Linked DNA regions of Mus musculus: region 2 is linked to region 1. A link is a contact called in public HiChIP or PLAC-seq data. All regions are on one chromosome and are shown on one strand. Each heading gives the region's core, a stretch centred on a gene start, on an enhancer-like site or on the middle of the called end of the contact. The rest is flanking DNA. Distances are from core to core; before and after follow the strand shown.

Region 1 (6,397 bases), core at 2,195-4,694:
CTCCCTCAGATATCATATTCCCTTGGTATCAGTACTCCTTCTGGCCTGTACTCCCGCTGGCTTAGTGCTCACTCTGGTCTATTGCCCCCTCAGCCCCAGTGCTCCCTCAGACACCATATTCCCTTGGCATTAGTGCTCCCTCAGCCCTACTGCTCCCTCGGCCCTTGTGCATCACAAGCCAGGCATTACTGTGAGCAAATTTCCTCACAGTTGGTGGGGCAGCAGCCTTCTTGCTTTGGGGGGGGGGGCACCAGGTCTACCAGGGCACACACCTGGGAGCCCTCACTCATCTGAACCCTGTGGCATTTATTTCACAGCCTCCAGAAACCTTCAGTAATGTACCACGCTGGAGGGATTCCAAAGCCCTTGGGAGCAGATGGCCGCAAGAGACTGAGATGCCTTCTCTGAGTTAGAGGGGCAGAGGAGCAAGGGGGAGGGGCTGGGGTGGAGGATGCAGCTCAGTTGATAGGGTGCTTGTCTGGCATAAAGTGCATCCTGGGTTCCCTCCCCAGCACTGGAAAAGTCAGGCATAACGCCACAAGACTGTAAGCCCAGCACATTGGAAGCAGGAGAATCAGGAGTTCAAGGTCATCCTTGGCTACATAGCATGCTCAGGACAGCCTGGGCTACATGAGACTCTGTCTCAAAATACAACAGGAACTCCAGAAGACAAGCATAGAGGACCAAGACAAAGGTCCTGGAGAAACACTCAGGAGTACCCAGAGTATGGAAGGTCACAAAACAACAACACACCGACAGATTCAGGCTTTATTTATGAGCATACAGGACACACGCTAGATTAGAGTGGAGAACACATGCCTGGGTCACATAAACGGGACCCTGGTCTCAGAAATCTCATGGTGCAGCAGGAAGACAGCCTAAAGCCAAACCTACCCCTATCTCAGCCTGGGGACTTTATGCAATCTACCCCGAGCCTTACCTCATTCTCCACTCCAATCCCCTTATTGCACACCAGTGCCTTCAAAGAGGCTTTTCCTCCTGGTTGGAGCCTTTTACCTTGGCTGCCCATGAAAAGCGTTCTTACCACTCAAATCTGAAAGCTGCCCCCGAGCCCAGAGATGCCCGCCCTGGCCAGTCTACCTGAACATCCCTCCCTTGGTCTTTTTGTCTCGTTGCCTTGGCTTGCGTGGTACTTAGAACCTGTGATCTATCCAAACATATTTCTTTCTGGCCCTGGCTTCTTTGGGTAAATGCCAACTTTTGGAATAAGAAAGTCAGATTCTCATTTAGAAGGAAGCAAATGAGGTGGGGCCTGCTACAGGGGCCGGAGGAGAACCTCTTTCATGAAGGGTGATGCTTACCCTTGCAGGAGAGAAAGAAGCTAGCCCGGAAGAGCTGTCAGGTCAGCAAAAACAGGCAATAGAAAAGGCTTGGACCCAGGCAGCTGTGGTGTTTAATACATTTCACGATATTAACCCCCGGTGGCAGACAGTACCTCTGGGTACAGGAAGATCTTACAGGATCTGGGTCTTGATCTTGTATCTCACTGAGTTTTGCCCTCTGTAAAGTGGGCAGCTTTTGGCACTGTCTTCAAGGGTTGTGTAGGGGAAGCTGAAACATTAGCCCATGCTATGCCACACATACCATTGAGTGGTGCATGGTGAACCCCACAAATACAGGCTTCCTCCGCCGTACCCCTGTGAGTACAGCACAACATCTAGGGGAATCAAGTCAGACCAACAGTTGCTCCAGGAAGGAAGTTGGGGCCAGGAGGGGGTCTGGCAGGGCCTGGAGCCCAGCTGGGGTTGCAGAACAAGTTGGTAGGTCTTGACACCACAAGGAGCCAGAATCCAGCCTAGAATAGAAACCGCCTGCACGGCTGGCTGGGAGCCCCTTCCTGGAGTGATGACAGGCCAGTGTGCCCTGCTGGCTGGGCAGGTGCTTGTGGCCAGTAGTGACAAGGAAGCAGAGCTGCTTATGGTGAACACCCCATCCCCCGGTGACCACCTTAACTCTCTTGTCCCTTCATTGTCCAGGAAGCCTAGGGAAGACCCTGCCTCGTCCACAGTAGGCTGTCAGGGAGAGGCTGGTAGCCACTGTCTCTTGAGCATGTATCAGAAACCAGGTGTTGCATGAAACCTCCACCAAGTTCCAAGGTGGAGGGACTGCCACTCTCCCATGTCACAGATGGAGCAACTGAGGCTCAGACAGGGGACGTTAATTATGTTCATCTAACCCCAGTCTCTTTTACTTGGTTCTCACGCCATTTTTCCAAGGAGACCCATCTGTTCTACTTGTCACAAACAACCATAGATTAAGCAGTAGGAACCTGTGACTTGTCACCGGTGTTGGGGGCGGGGACTAGATGGTGGAGGAGGGGAGAGGCTGGCAAAGCCCAGATCCACGCTGAGACTAAGATTTTGTCTGAAGGCTGGATACACAATTGAAGACTCCTTTATGGTCTTGAGAGAAAACTGGCTAAGTTGGTTCCTTTCAAAAGGGAGATTACATTTAATCGGGTAACTAAAATGCTCAGGGCCATGACTTTCAGATCCAGGTTGATCCGGGTACACAAGAGACTCTGGAAATCCAGCCCCATCCTTTGGCTTTTCTTGGCGCCTCATTATTGATCGTCATCTCGATGTGGACAATGAGGACAATCGCCACTAGCCCTGTACTTGATTCTCATCTAGTGGGAGATTCTCATCAGATTCTAGCACCGGTCTGTCCCTGGACCGCTGTGTGTGGCTGTGCAGCCCTGACATGTTCGTTGTGTAGCTAGAACGCAGCACACAGATCAGCCACGACTCACTGTCCTCTCATCCAAATCAAGGCTGAAAAGGAGGGTCAGATGACTCTCCAGGGAGGAGTGACTGAGCAACATCCTGAAGGAACTGTGAGTTGTTGACATGGGACTTGGGGAAAGCCCAGGGGGGTTTTAGGAAGCAAAGTAGTTTTGTTTTGTTTTTGTTTTTTTTTTATAAATCACATGGAGACAAAACGAAGTGATGCACACTTTTAATCCCAGTACCCAGGAGACAGGGGTGGCTTGAACTGCGTGAATTTCATGCCAGCCATAGCTTCATGATGAGACACTGTCTCAAAAAAATTATTTTTTTAAACTAAAATTTTTAAAACTCACACGGATTGAACCAATCATAGAGGCTGGGTCTGCTTGGGCTTCCCCTAAACTGAAGAAGCTGCGAAGTCCCCACGGGTCATGTGGCATTCACAGCTTCCCCTGCGGTCGCTTCAGTTTCAAACTTTGGTTGACTGTCAGGGACAGCAGAGCCACCAAACAACACCCACCCTGCAACACTCCCCCCCACCCCACCCCCGGGCCCGTTAGTTCGCCCTCTGCACACGTGAACACATTTCCCCTTCACAAGACAGGAAACGCAGGAAACCAAAAACCTTTTCAAATAACTTGCCTGCAGCACTGCAGGCTGGGCCATTGTGACGTCAGGCCAGCAATCAGCCAATGCATGGGTGGTTCCGCCTTCCTAATCTGTATATTGTGTTCTCATAGGCTCTCGTTTCTCGCCCCTCCTTATTGTGGTGAGGTTTTTTTTTGGGGGGGGGTTGTTTTGTTTTGTTTTGTTTGTTTTCTGGGCTTCCTCCCCATTCAAGGGCTTACTCTATCCCAGACCTCCAGGTCAGCTAGGTTTAAGGATAGCCACGATGGTGTGGGTTCCCTGTGGGTCCTCTGTGTGGCTGGGCACAGAAAAGGCCAGGACTGGTGGCCAGAGAGCTGGAGGCTAGACCCAGAGTCTCCTCACCTCTGACTCCAAAAGGCATCCCGTGACCTAACAGTATGGACATGTGCATGAGCCTGCCCTAATGTGTGCCTGTGCGCCTATCTGTCTGTCTATCTATCTATCTATCTATCTATCTATCTATCTATCTGAAAAGAATACTAGAATAGGCCCTGTAAGCTTTAATTACATCTGGCTCAAGATAAAGAAGTTATAGTGAGTGTCCCAAAGTGTTCTGCCAAGAGAGGACTATTGTTGAAAATTTCTGATTTTGCCTAGACACGGTGGCACACATTAATTCCAGCACTCTGGAGACAGAGGAGCAGATCCTTGTGAGTTCTGAGTTCAAGAGCAACCTGGTCCACATAGCTCGAGGCCAGCCAGAGGTATACAGTGAAATAAATAAATTAAATAATAAAGTAAATGCAGGCACCACCAACTAGAGTACAGAGGGGGTACCCATGGCTCCAGCTGGATATGTAGCAGAGGACTGCCTTATCTGGCATCACTGGGAGGGGGACCCCTTGGTCCAGTGGAGGCTTGATTACCTAGGATAGGGGAACTATAGGCCGCTGAGGCAGGAGTGGGGGAGGTAGGGTGGGGGAGGGGGCACCCTTATAGAGGTAGGGGGAGGGAGGAGGGGATAGAGGGCTTGTGGAGGGGAAACTGGGAATGGGGATAACATTTAAAATGTAAATAAATAAAATAACCAATAAAAAACACAAATAAGCCGGGCGTGGTGGCGCACGCCTTTAATCCCAGCACTCGGGAGGCAGAGGCAGGCGGATTTCTGAGTTCGAGGCCAGCCTGGTCTACAAAGTGAGCTCCAGGACAGCCAGGGCTATACAGAGAAACCCTGTCTCGAAAAACCAAAAAAAAAAAAAAAAAAAAAAAAAACACAAATAAATACAGGAAGAAAGGCCGAATTCCGCCTTTATTTTTCAAGACCATTTTGTTGTTTGCTTTTGTTTTTAGGATGGGAATGTGGATAGGGGTCAGGCAAAGTTTCACTGTAGCCCAGGCTAGCCTGAAATCCATAATCCTCTCTCCTCAGCTTCTTGAATTCTGGGAATACAGTCAAGCCCCACCATCCCCAGTTTTCCAAGTCATTTTGTTTTTGTTTTTTGAGACAGGGCTTGTCTGTGTAGCCTTGGCTGTCCTGGGACTCACTCTGTAGACCAGGCCCAAACTCAGAAATCCACCTGCCTCGGCCTCCCAAGTGCTGGGATTAAAGGCGTGCGCCACCACACCTGGTTTTCCAAGTCATTTTAAATGTTAACTATGTATCCTCCAGTTCTTTACCTAGGAGAAAGCCCCAGTGCAGATTTGACTACAGCCAGAAGCCAGCATCACTTCCTAGAAAGCCAGGGAATCAGCTGATGCTGGCCTCCATCCTCTGGGTGTGTGAGGTGTTTAATCTCTGTTCACTGGGTGAGGCTGACGGCCAGACAGATGGACAGTCCTGATAGCTGGGAATGGATAAGGACGATGTCTGACTCATCTATGAAAGTATGAAGAAAGGAAGAGTGCAAACCGGTTCTGTGCTTCTGTGCTTGGGGGACGACAAGGACATTCTGTACCCAATGTGGCCACGTGCTTTTAGCTCTGAGGCTCAGGCCCCAGCCAGGACTTACACTCCACCCTCCCTGCCTTCCTCTCTCAGACCTGACTTTTGTACTCAAACGAGGACTCATGTGGGATTCCCAGACCTGATCCTGGGTCCACTGAGCCTCTTGCCTGCAAAGAGAATGACAGGATTTCCAAGTGTTGCTAATGATGTGAGCCACTCACTCATAAATAATCTCTCTCAGGCTGGAGAGATGGCTCAACAGTTAAGGCCACTGGCTGCTCTTCCGGAGGACCCAGGTTCAATTCCCAGCATCCACATGACAGCTCACAATTGTCTGTAAGTCCAGCTCTTGGGGTTCTGACACCCTAACACAGACATCCAGGCAGGCAAAACACCAATGCACATAAAAATAAATAAGCCATTAAAAATACCCCCAAAACCTCTCTCTTAAAAAAAAACTTAATTATGTCTTGCCATATTTGTAAGTGCCTGCATATATGTCTGTGACCTGTGTCTGCTGCATGAAGAGCTCAGAAGAGGAGGTTGGATGCCCTGGCACGGGAGGACAGTTGTGAGCGGCTGTGTGGGTGCAGGTAACTGAACCAAGGTCTGGAAGAGCAGTGGGCGCTCCCTGATGTGTTTATAAAAAGGGAAAGAGAAAGAGGAATATGTTCTATGGGTGTATAGTCAGGTATGGGGGAAGGGGATGTCTCAACAGGCCCATACCAAGGCATCCCTTCCCCCTAGGGGACCAACCACAGGATGGTATAATATAAAATAGTTTATTCAGGGCATGGGGAAGGGAGCTAAGAGGGTAGTAGAGGCAGAGAAAGGCAGAGAGAGGGAGAGAGTAGATAAGTAGAGGCTATCTATGAGCACGTGGAGAGACAGGGGGAAGGGAATGGAGAAAGAAGAGGGGTGGAAGGGAAGAGCAAAGGAGCAACAAAGGAACAAGAGATCAAGAGAGAGAGGAGGGGGTGTGCCGGGCAGTGGTGGTGCACACCTTTAATCCCAGCACTTGGGAGGCAGAGGCAGGCGGATTTCTGAGTTCGAGGCCAGCCTGGTCTACAGAGTGAGTTCCAGGACAGCCAGGACTACACAGAGAAACCCA
Region 2 (6,408 bases), core at 509-3,008, 230 kb before region 1:
AGGACCTGACTTTGATCCCCAGCACCTCTGTAAGTAGCCAGGCATGGTATTGCACTGTGTAATCCCAGCACTGGGAAGGCAGAACCAGGATTCCCAGTACTCCCTGGCCAAGTCCTTCCAGCTGAGGAGCCCTAGGTCCCAGTGAGAGATTCTATCTCAAAAATAAGGTGCCGAGTTCTGGCAGAATGACACCTGGGGGTGACCTCTGACCTCCACGGACATTTGCAATGGCCCCCCCACCCTGAGCATCCATACATACCTACATATGTACATATGCATGTGCACACTTATACACATACACGCACACGCACGCACAGATGTGCACAAGCACACACTGGGGGGGGGGCCATAAAAATGATTTTAGAATTTCTACTGGCTTCTAAGTGAAACCAGAATAAAAATCAGAGTCGTTGGAGGCCTCCAGGCTGTGCTGGACGTTATCATTACCCGTTTACAACCTTGATTCTGTGACTTATCTCTGGCCATAAGAACTCCAGGTACCTCTGGACACTTTAAAGTTAAGAGTTCCTGCCTCCGGGCCTTTGTACCTGCTGTTCCTTCCCTGGCATGGTTTTCCAGCTGAGGGTTACAGGCTACCTCCCCACAGCACTTACCAGTCATTGACATGTGGGTTTGTTTACTATGACCCTTGAGAGGTCCTGTGTCTGGGCTGCCCGTCCACCTTGGAGTTGCAGAGATGGAAGGCCAACGTCTCTGTAGAGATTAGATCACCTTGATTTTCCCCAGCGACAGATCCGCACACACCTCGTCCTACCTCCCGCACCAATAGAAAGCCAAGAAAGAAGGGCAAGGCTTGGAGAGAGACTCCATATGGCTACTGCTCCTGCAGAAGATCTAAGTCCAGTTCCCAGCACCCACAAGGGTGGCTCACAACTACCTGTACCTCCAGCTGTAAGTGATCTGACTCCCTCTACTGACCTCGGAGGGCACCTGCACTCCCATGGGCAAACCCACTCTAACATATAATTAAAAAATAAATACATACATAAATAAAATCTTTAAAGAAATAAAGAATATGCTTCCATGAACAGGCTCAGTTTCCCGGCATATTTTCCCTACAGAGAAAGATCCATCTCTTAGCCCAGGCCAACACAAATGGGTGCGGAATTAATTAATTCTGCACAGCCTTCTCGGCTGCAGCTAGCTAGGAAGCCACAGGCTAAGGTGCCTGCCTTTTCTGCAAGATTAAATTAGCTAGGAAAAGACTCCTTGGTATCATCGTCATATTCAGGCAAGCCCTCTATCACCTAGCTACACTCTCAACCAGGCCGTTTTATAAAGAAAGAAACTGTCATCCATCAGGTAACATGTCTCAAGAATTTGCAATCTGGCTTGATACTCCGGGTGGCCCCACTACTCCTTATCCTCGGGGAAACTAAAACACGGTATCCCCAAGTTTCCACCTACAAGCTTTGAGAAAACGTCATAAATTAAATGCCCACGATTCTGTGGCAAACGGGCGGTACAAGTAGGCTCGTATTGACTCCTGGAGCCCACAGGATGCTACAGAATGAATGAATGGACCATCTCCGTCCCACACACCCTGGTCCTCCCTAGGAGGCTGCACGGTCCCCTACAGGACGCTTGGGCGCGAGCGGCGTCCCCAGACCGGACGGCGAAGCGCCTTTGCCGCCAGGCTCGCGGGGTCACAGGGTAGCAGCGGCCGAGCATAGCCTTCATTTACCTGCCAGACACTGCAGCAATCACGGCCTCTGCTAATCCAGCCTAGCCAATCCCTGGCGTGGCCAGGGCGCCACGTGACTTCCGGCCGGCAGTGCCACCGAGAACGCGATCGGCGCTAGGACCCTCGCACAGGGAGGCCTGCCTCTAGTCCGAGAAGGTCCGCCCCTGCCGTCACATTCAGCCAATGGAGAGCCGAGGCTCCGGCAGAACCAATGGCGAGGAGGCATGGAGGGGCCTGGCGTTGGCGTCACTAGGTGGGGCGGGGCGTGCGGCGGATCACGTGGCCGGCGCGTTGGCTGCGGGAAGGTAAAGCAGTGCTGGAAGCGGATTGCAGGGGTCATGCCGTGGGGTCGTCTCTGCGCCTGCGCCCTACCGGGATGCTGAACCTGGCGGCGCTGCTGTGGCGCCGGCTCCTGCGCAAGCGCTGGGTGCTCGCCCTGGTTTTCGGCCTCTCGCTAGTTTACTTCCTCAGCAGCACCTTCAAGCAGGTAAGCGACTTCTCTCAGGACCTCCGTCCTTCCGATCCTGCTTCCTCCCTCAAATACTATGTCCTTCTCCCCATCGTTCTTCTAATCCTCCTCCTGAGCACTCCTCCCTCTGATCTAAAATCCTCCTTCAGCCCTTCTCCCTCCGTTGCGTTGTCCTCTGCCCTTCTCCTTTCCCCTCCCTAGCTCCCTCCGTCCTCCACTCCTCCTCCTCCCTCGAATTCTCTGCCTCCCCATCCTCTGTTCTCCTCTGCCCTCCAACTTCTTACCTCTCACCCTCTGTTCTTTTCCAACCCCTCCTCCTCGATCCTCACAGTTCCTCCCTCCCTTGATCCTCTGTCCTCTGATGCTCCTCTCTCCTGTCCTCCACCTTGTAGTCCTCCTGATATGCAGCCATTCAGTCCTCCCTCTGAGCCTCTGAGCCTCTTCCTTTCAGTCCCTGGATCATCCATTGGTCCTCCCTTCAGCTCTCTAGTCCTCAACCCTCTAGTCCTCCTCCCTCCGATTGTGTGATCCTCCTCCTGTCCTCCTGTGAATCGAAGGCCGCTAAGGGAGGCGTCCCACTGCAGGTCTTTGTACCGCCCCTCTTCCGTGCGGGATCTGGCTGGTAGGCCAGGCAGAATGGGGTCCTCAGACCTGTGCACCCTCCTCTGTCGCGTTCCCTGCTCCGCACAGCCCCAGGCTTCTTGATGGGCAGGAGGTAGAGATGGCTAGACCAGGAAGTGGCCAAGGGCTCTCTGTGCCTGTTCACCTGGGTGACCCAACAGGCTCCCTTTTGGGGCACAACTTGGTTGGGTAGATTTTTATTTTTTATTTTTTTATTTTTAATTTCTCAACCTCCCTTTCCCGTTTTTGTCCTGGTAGAGAGTTCCTAGAGACCTGGCATCCCACTGTAGTAGGAACCAGTTCCCAGCATTTGCCTAGAAACCACACTTGACTGAGTTGCATTTTGTAGGTCACCTGCCCCTCCGCCTTTCCTGCTCCTGTGCACCCTTTGATCCTGTTTTGCTGTTCTTACGAATATAGTTCTCTGGTTTTCTGTATCACAGTCCGTCTTTTGAATGGTTGCGCTTTTGCACAGTCACTCCTGGGGGGGGGGGGGGGCGTGTCTTACTCTCTTGCCCAGATTTGACCTTGTAATCCTGTCTGGCTTTTCCACATTCTGATAATTGTCTCCATTGGCTTTTCCACATTCTGATAATTGTCTCCATTGCACCCACCTGGAACAGAACTCTTGCCTTTCTTCTGCCAGATTTATACCTCTCCAGTCCTCAGCATCTCACTAAGTGACGTATGTCATCACTGTTGACACAGTTAGGCTGTTCATTTCTTCCTGTCACTTCAGGCCCCAAAACTCTGGCTCTACAGTGCCCTATTAGGAGGTGTGACCTTGTTGGAGTAGGTGTGTCACTGTGGATGTGGGCTTAAGACCCTCACCCTAGCTGCCTGGGAGTCAGTCTTCCACTAGCAGCCTTCAGATGGAGATGTAGAACTCTCAGCTCTGCCTGCATCATGCCTGTCTGGATGCTGCCATGTTCCTGCCTTGATGATAACGGACTGAACCTCTGAACCTGTAAGCCAGCCCATTTAAATGTAGTCCTTATAAGAGTTGCCTTGGTCATGGTGTCTGTTCACAGCAGTCAAATGCTAACTAAGACACTCATTTGCTTGAATTACTTCTGATGCCCCTTCAGGGGCAAGACACTGTCATCTGTTCCTGGTCTGGTGCCATAGCCTGGCCAGTCTGCTTCTGCTTTGTCTCACAGTCTGTCCTAGGGTGATAGTCTAGACAAGGTTTCCACCACAGGCCTTCTCAAATGTGTAATCCTTTGCTCAAGCGAAGAGGGTTCATCTACATTGTCTGTGTGACTGAACTACTTTTGGTCAGTTTGGATCTAACTGACCGTAGTCAGTGATTCGGGCCATGCCCGGTGCCTCACTGTAGTGCAGTCTCCTGCCCATCGTCTGGCCACTTGCCTTTGTGGTAATTACTAACCCAGCATTTCTTGTTTGTGTGTTTGCTTGTGTGTTACCTCACCCTCTTGCTCAACATAATGTTTTTTGAGAACAGAGACCTGCGTGTTTTGTTCGGACACTGCAGCCTTCATCTCTACCCGAACCCCCCAGGCACTTCCTGGGGACCAGATGTTGACCAGATGTTGGTTCAAGTGAGTCTTGGTTGAGGTGACGACTTTTCTCCTAAGCCAGGTTATTTATTTATTTATTTATTTTTAATAATCTTGGCTCAGATGTTGTCTACGTAGTGACCTTTCCTACAGCCCCATTTTAATTACTTGACACGTGTGTGTGTGTGTGTGTGTGTGTGTGTGTGTGTGTGTGTGTGTGTCTTCCTGTCTGTCTGTGGTAGGGTAGGTATAAGTATCTCCCTAGCTATTCTGGAACTCACTCTGTAGACCAGGCTGGTCTTGAACCCACAGATCTGCCTGAGTGCTGGGACTGAGGGCATGCACCACCCCTGGCTGCCTTGCTTGCATCTATTTATTTATTTATTTATTTTTGTTTTTTTTTGCTTGCGATTTAAGACTATACAAGGGTCATTATGAAACCTCTAGTTTGTTTGTTTGTTTATTTGTTTGTTCTGTTTCCTCTGAAGCCAGAGTACTGATTATCTTTGCCATCCTGTGCTGTCCCCTTGTCATGATGGGGCTTTTGGCCAGTAGATGACTAAACACTCTGGACATGTGGAGAACCTGTGTGAGATCAAGTTCCATGAGGGTGAGAAGAACTGTGTGCTGAGTGTGGGCAACTGAAACCCCACCATGGACTCTGGTGGCCTGAACACCACACATGCACTCTGGCAGCTGGGAGGTATCAGACGGGGATGCCAACTGATTCCACGTGTGGTGGTGCCCCCTGGCCTGCTTCATTCTCGCATAGTGGAGAATACACCCTGGTCCCTTCAGCCCCTTTCAAGGCTACCAGTCCATTCATGGGGACTCCACCCCATGATCTCACAGAATTCTGGTTACATAGGAGACACCCCACTTCTCAGTCTGTGTTTTCACTGCTCTGCTAATGTCATCTTGGGTGTGAAGGGTTTAACATTGATTTTGGGATGGGGGTAGGCAGTCAGTTCACCACTGGATAGCTACATGCAACTCTGTTGGTCCTGGAACTGTTGCACGTCTACCTGGCTTTCACCTGTGCAGTGGAGGTCTTAGAAGTGGTTGGTGGGGTGTACTATCAGGTTGGGATGTGATACCTTTAAGAGAGTGGCTGATACCTCAGCCAGCCTTGTGCTCTTGCCCTACCTAGGGTACAGAGAATAGCCCTCACCTGTGTTTTAACACTGATTCTTGGAGCACTCTCTCCTTTTGGCTCTTGGAGCACTCCCCTGTGAAGCTCTTAGAGCAATTTGCTGTTAACTCTTGGAGCACTCTCCTGTGCAGCTCTTGGAGCACTCTCTTGTTGGCTCTTGGAGCACCCACCTGTGCTGTTTTTAGAGCACTCCCTTATGAAGGTCTTGGAGCACTCTCCTGTTGGCTCTTGGAGCACTCTCCTGTGCTGTTTTTGGAGCACTCCCCTATGAGGCTCTTGGAGCACTCTCCTGATGAGTCTTAGAGAACTCTCCTGATGGTTCTTGGAGCACCCTCCTGTGTGGCTCTTGGAGCACCCTCCTGATGACTCTTAGAGTACTCTCCTGATGGTTCTTAGAGCACTCTCCTGATGGTTCTTGGAGCACTCTCCTGTGTGGCTCTTGGGGCATCCCTATAGACTGTTAGGGTTGCTTTGCCTAAGACTCATTTGTGGCTGTCATGTCTTCCATTCTCTGGTTTCAGGCTGTTTTCTACCTGTGTTGCTTGACCTTCTGTTTGTGAAGTGGAGCCGCAGTCTGGATGTCACTCATCTGTCTCATCTTCATGTCCTGTGGCCAAACTACTTCGCTGTGGAGCGAAGTCCTTTTCTTAGGACTTGGGTGTGGTTAGGGATTAGGCTTCTTTGAGGAGGTGTGGATTGTGAATGTGATGCAGACCAGCTGGGATTTTCAAACTGAGGTTCTTCTTTTGTGACAAGGTGACAGACGTAAGCCAGCATCCCGAGTGAAGTGTTTTTAAAGTTGGGAATGGAAGCACTCACCTTTGGTCCCAGCACTTGGGAGGTTGAGGCATGCAGATCGCTATGAGTCTACATAGTGACTACATAGTGACTACATAGTAATAGATCCCAGTCTGCAGGGAGAGTTCCTTAAAGATGAGGA

What was found. HiChIP or PLAC-seq counts read pairs in DNA pulled down with a chosen protein or histone mark.
Region 2: an H3K27ac HiChIP or PLAC-seq map of thymic regulatory T cells shows a contact between it and region 1, with 2.8 times the contacts expected there. The contact joins the promoter of Rnft2 here to the enhancer-like site in region 1. A contact is called at or near these places in 2 of 39 promoter capture datasets (the C10 cell line and pre-B cells), 3 of 484 Hi-C or Micro-C datasets (B cells, CD4 T cells and CD8 T cells), 4 of 115 datasets of contacts at active chromatin or transcription factors (bone marrow-derived macrophages, memory CD8 T cells, microglia and 1 more) and 2 of 9 other capture datasets (adipose tissue and liver).

Annotation. Positions count from the first base shown.
Region 1 is chr5:118,475,002-118,481,398 of GRCm38.p6, forward strand. No RefSeq gene overlaps it. Among named protein-coding and RNA genes, the nearest start is that of Gm46921, 14 kb to the right of the region's middle. Within about 2 kb of position 3,445, at least 284 of the 459 cell types and tissues checked have an H3K27ac peak or open chromatin away from gene starts, as enhancers often do. A contact at or near this core is called in B cells, CD8 T cells, adipose tissue and 5 more, where this site is marked.
Region 2 is chr5:118,243,267-118,249,674 of GRCm38.p6, forward strand. It overlaps Rnft2 (ring finger protein, transmembrane 2), which reads right to left and starts at 1,759. Exons shown (of 11, transcript NM_001109902.1): 1 at 1,706-1,759. Spring1 (SREBF pathway regulator in golgi 1) reads left to right here and starts at 1,961. Exons shown (of 5, transcript NM_001081236.1): 1 at 1,961-2,192. The coding sequence starts at 2,082.